2 separate regions of the Gossypium hirsutum genome follow, and region 1 is linked to region 2. The links are chromatin contacts, called in public Hi-C maps. All regions are on one chromosome and are shown on one strand. The core of a region is the stretch at or near the end of the contact, and the rest is flanking DNA. Distances in the headings are between cores, read along the strand shown. Region 1 holds the start of LOC107953035 (probable protein phosphatase 2C 49). Region 2 has its middle 4.3 kb from the start of LOC107910009.

Region 1 (2,728 bases), core at 50-2,549, 140 kb before region 2:
TTAGGCTTTGGAAATTTGAAAATGGATCCCAAATGTGATGATAAATTATCTATTCTAATATGTTCATCTTCCATGTATCTTCTCGGTCCGATGTCGGCAAAACTACTTGAACGGATGCACGGTAAAAATTGCAGAATGGTGGATTCAGCACATGGATCCGGGACATTTTCTACAGATTTCGCATCCTGAAATGGGAAAAAACTTTCATCTGGTAAAAGGTTTAAGGTTTAATCTACCAAGTAGATCTCCTCTTAAATTGAGATTACAGCAACTAATAATACATTTACTAGCACCTAAAGGATTCATTTTTCATTCCCTAGATTCCATTCACCAGAGCTTGTAAGTTTAACACCTTCTCAAAACACCCGAAAACATAAAATCTACGAATCCCAAAGCTATGCTATGAACATATTCCATCTAAAACTTTCTAACCGTACTAGAAAAAATTAGTTGGGGAAAAGAGAGAGAGAGAGAGAGAGAGAGAGAGAGAGAGAGTAACCTGTTGAGAGAAGGACAAATCGGACTCAGCAACACGAACTTGTCCGAACTTCGGCGATCGAATCGCAAGAGTTTCATCGATCTCTTCAATATTACTTCCTTTAACAAAAAAGGGAACGTCCGACACCGGCACGCTCTGGTGACAAACAACGTCAGCTTCAGCTACCATCTCTCTACTTTCAGACAATTACCATAAACAAAAAGCAAAAGCGCCACAACAAAATCAAAATTATTCAAACTCAGATTAAAACGATTTGGGTTTTTCTTTTTCCTCCCTTACTCGCGGTTGATTTGAATTTTTTTTTTTTTGGGTCAGCAAAAATATTGATCAAACTTGGTGCTGGTGGGCTTAAACTGAAATAAGTTCGGAAATGGGGATGGACATGTAATTAGCAACGGGTTTAAAAGTTGCTGTTGATTGACGCGTGTAAGCCTTACAGCCTTATGATTTTATTGAATATATCCATCGGTATAGGCTTATAGCATATTTGCAAATTCTACCCAACTAAAAGCATAATAAAATCAAAATCAATCTCAGAAATACGCAACATAATAGGAAGCAGCTTTGGCTTGACGGACACGTGAAAGTTCTTGTAGTTTTTACGTCGACGCGTCACACTGTTTGTTTGTTTATTTTTCTTTGTGTTTTAAAGCAAGCACTTTGCCGAATGCCTTGCGTCGTTGGGTAAAATGACCAATTCATCCTTCACGTACCTTCCACGCTTCCACCGGTTGTCAAATTTGACTTGGAGTAAAATATAAACAACAAACTTGCTCACCTTGGGAAACTATGGACTCGTCGGTTGTTTATATGACTTTTGTTGGTTTGTACTACTCGTTACTTCGCATATCATTTAAGCAACTCATTCGTTTGTAATCCTATTAATCAACCCATATACGGATCCACCGCCTTGTATTTCAATCTAGCATTGTAGTGCATCATTATGTAAATTCAAGCAATTATCCTAACACACAATATATTATCAAATAAATTGAATCAATTATACTAGCACACGTCGTACATCATCAGATAACTAAAGTAATTATACTAGCACGTAAGTACATTATCGAATAAACCGAAGCTAATATATTGACATGTAAGTGCATCATCGAATATACCAAAGCATAAACCTATACAATTAATAGAGTAATCAATTTTCAATTTCATTACATGGTTTAATTCACATGCCATCATTCTCAATTCAACACCAATTCATCATTTCATTATATATATTATGACATAATTCAACTTAATTTCACACCAATTTCCTATATCAGTTAAGTCAAACAACTTTCTATTCTATTAAATTTAATCTCTGTCTTTATATTCAATTCAACCATAGCATTTCAACTTAATAACCATTAACAACTCACTTCAACATTATATAATGCATAATGTCATGAATATGCAGTAATTAGATTGATCTCGGATCATAGAGATACAAATTGAAACTCTAAGCTATTCATCTTCAACTTTCGATTTTCCTTTCCCTCTCAACAGTTTCGTGTCAACTTTAGCTAAATAAAATCATAAAACACATAATATTATCAAATTTCATTCAAATTAGAACTAATCACAAAATCAAGCATATTTTACAATTTAATCAATTTAGTCCCTAAGCCCGAGGCAAACATAAATTCCAATTTAAAGCTTCGGATTGAAATTCGGTTTAACAATTACTCACTAGGGACCTCATATTTCTTATTCCAATTAAAATTTCATGTCAAATTTACATTTTATTCAATTTGGTCCCTAATGTACAAAACTAACAATTGAGCTTTACAATTTAGTCCTTTTCTTAAACTAAGCTTAATTTCTATCAATTTAACACCTAATTCTTCAAGAAACCAATAGCGAATATATTTTTAAAATTTTAACAGTTTTTAAAATTTAACACCTAAATCAAGCTCCCATAGCTTTAAATCTATAAAAATTACAAGAAAAGAATTTAATTGCACATACCAATTTAATGGTCGAATGGTTGAACCTTAAAAGCTTTCTTCTTTCTTTTACAATTTGGTTTTCACGGTTTTGAAGAAGATGATAGTATCTTCTCTTTCCTTCTGTTAAATTTACTATTTATACATCATTAACTTATTAATTAAACTTAATTAACTAAATTTTAACTAAACAAATATTAAAGTATTTAATATTAATTGGCATATAATGATACTGTACATTAAAATGTCTTTAGTGATGGTTTATTAACCATTTTGGTACTTTGAATAA
Region 2 (2,937 bases), core at 312-2,811:
GAGTTTTTTTGTTTTTAGGATTGGGCTTTTTTAGAAGATCTGGTTCAATTGTTTTTTTTAATTATTTTTAATTTTAATTAGGTATGAAATGTGTTGGCGCCTTGGTGGAATAAAAAAATTTAAATCAATGTCGTTAATCAACTAATGGCCACGTCAGCATGTCTGTTAAAAATAGACCAAATTGACCACTAAAACGTTAGGGGCCAAAGTGCTCCAAAAAAAATATAGAGGGCCAAAGTGACCAGATAACCAAACGTTATAGGCTAATTTTGGCTTACGCCTAAAAAAAAATAGGATGTCTAAATTAAATTTGTGTAAATTCAATTAGCCAATATGACACATTTTCTATGTTTTTTCTTTTGCTCTATTGTGGCACGTTTCTTGGTTTCTAAGTTTTAATTTTAGAGTTCTTTTATTTTATTTTATCTTTTTAAAAAAATGAAAAAGTAACAAATTGTTGGATTTAACGTTGAATTCTTAAGGGCTTTGATCAATGGAAAACGCAATGAAGGGTTTGAATATCAACAATGAAGAAGATGAAGTATGGCAGATTCAAGCTAGAGTTAAGGTGCAGGCCCAAATATTTTTTTTTTGTTAGATGCTTTCTTACGGCTAATGTTGTTCACTTCCTGAAAATGAGGAATACGTTGGCAAATCTATGGCACTCTTTGGGGGTGTAGATCTCAGATTTGAGGGAGAAACGCTATTTGTTTCGATTTTATAATAGGGTGGATAACGATCAAGTAGTTAATGGTGCGCCGTGGATGTTTAATAATCATTTGTTGGTTTTTCAGAATATGGAAAGGAATGAAGATCCGATGTAAATTGCGTTAATTTATTCATTTTTTTGGGTTCAAATCCACTATCTTTCGTCGAGATTCTTCTCTGAAGTGGTTGCAAAATAGTTTGGTAATTTTATTAGGGTGTTTGAAGAGTATGATTCAAGGCAATTTATTAGAGGGGTAAAACAATATATGCGTATTCGGGTAAAGATTGATGTACGTTTGCCACTAAAACGAAAAAAGTAACTTCAGCTTTCTCCTAGTAAATTTATTTATGTGAAATTCCAATATGAGAAACTCATATTATTTTGTTTCTTATGTGGCCGTCGGGGCATGGGGATAACTTCTGTCTAGTTCAATTGAATAACAATTTCCAAGAGAGAGATATGGGATGGGATATTTCATTATGGGCTCAGACAATGAGGGCGGTTATGGCGCTGAGTATTTGGCTGAGGGAGGATGGTAAGTCAGAAGGTTCTCTGGGTACTATACTATCGGATTATAAAAATCAAGTTAACCTAGTCTTAGGTATAAATTTGAAAGGTAATCTGAATATGGAAAGTAGAGAGCGATTAGGTTAGTCAATTGGGCACGGACAGGATTTGACGATACACAATTTAGAGGAAAATCCAACAGCAGGTCTCAATGGCAAAACGTGAATTAAACAAATGATTTCTACTACTAATGGTTCTGGTAGTTCAGATGCATTGATGGTAGCTGAAGAGAGTATGCAGACTCTTCTCTTAGAATTATCGATGGTTGCCATAGGGCAAGCTGATTGGCAGCAATGAAACTCTTATGCTGGAATGTTCGCAAGTTGGGGAGTCCGCGAGTAATTAGAAGGCTTCAAAATATGCTGAAACTTACTTATCCCCAAATTGTCTTCTATATGGAGACGAAGTTGGATTCACAAAAGATGGAGGGTGTTCATACAAAATGTGGGTTTTACAATGAAATTAATGGACCAGTTGAAGGTACGAAAGGTGGGATTTGTTTGGGATAGAATGGAGATGTATCTGTAAGTTTAAAGAGTTTTTCAAAGCATCACATAAATGTGGAGATTCAAGAAAAATCAGATGGGGAAAATGAATAATGACGAGTTTCTATGGCTCTCCTGAGGTAAGGGCGGTTAGAGGTTTAGAATCTCTTGAAATGTTGGGTTAAGATCAAAGTTTTCCTTGGATAGTATAGGAAGATTTTAATGAGATTATTTATTCCTATGAGAAGAATGGTAGGTTACCATGGGAGGAAGAGCGTATGAAGGAGTTCCGAGATATTTTGATTGCGTGTCAGCTTGAAGACTTGGGATATGAAGGATTATGGTTTACATGGGAAAAATGGAACTTTGCAGAAAACAACATTAGAGAAAGGTTGGATAGAGGAGTGGCGAACTCGACTTGGTGGTTGAAATTTCCTGACTTTTTTCTTTTCCATTTGACACATTTGTTTTTTGACCATTGTCCATTGCTTTTAACTACTAAACAATAGGATACGGAGAAACCACGGTAGAAATTTCGCTTTGAATCATGGTGGACTTTAGAGAAGTTTTGTGAGCTTAAGATTCATAGATTATGGAGTGCCAATGGGGGACTGTTCCTGAGCGTCTGGAATTTTTATGTTTAGATTTGCAGAACTGGGCTGATTCGTTGAAAAAGAGAAAGAGGGGTAATTTAGAAACACTTCGGAGAAAATTAGGTAATTTGAATTTGGGGATCGGAGATGATATGAATATTACGGAGCTTTTGGATACAAAAGTGACACTTAATTTGGAAATAGACAAGGTAAAATGTTATTAGGAGCAAATGGAGAAAGCTAATTGGCTGAAATTAGGGGACTAAAATACGACATTTTTTCATCGATTTGCATTTCAACGTCCTCGAAAAAATTAGATTAAGGGGTTACAAGGTGAGGACGGAAGGACTATAACGAAGCAATGAGGTATGTTAAATATAGCAAATACTTATCTCTTTGATCATTTCTCATCTCAAGGTTCTAACAACTTGGATCATATTTTAGAAGGGATGAGACAGTGTATAACGGAGGAGCAAAACAGGATCTTATCATCAAAATATGAATGGGAGAAGATTCTTGTTGCGCTAAAAAAGATTGGTCCAACTAAAGCTTTGAGTCTTAATAGTATACTCGCTTTGTTCTA

What was found. Hi-C and Micro-C count contacts between places; a contact is called where the count stands out from the background.
Region 1: a Hi-C map of leaf shows a contact between it and region 2, with 2.8 times the contacts expected there. The contact joins the promoter of LOC107953035 here to the enhancer-like site in region 2. A contact is called at or near these places in 2 of 34 Hi-C or Micro-C datasets (leaf and seedling).

The regions. Positions count from the first base shown.
Region 1 is chrA07:27,594,808-27,597,535 of Gossypium_hirsutum_v2.1, reverse strand. It overlaps LOC107953035 (probable protein phosphatase 2C 49), which reads right to left and starts at 1,299. Exons shown (of 4, transcript XM_016888261.2): 1 at 500-1,299; 2 at 1-185. The coding sequence starts at 667.
Region 2 is chrA07:27,452,350-27,455,286 of Gossypium_hirsutum_v2.1, reverse strand. No RefSeq gene overlaps it. Among protein-coding and RNA genes, the nearest start is that of LOC107910009, 4.3 kb to the right of the region's middle. Within about 2 kb of position 1,561, at least 4 of the 9 cell types and tissues checked have an H3K27ac peak or open chromatin away from gene starts, as enhancers often do.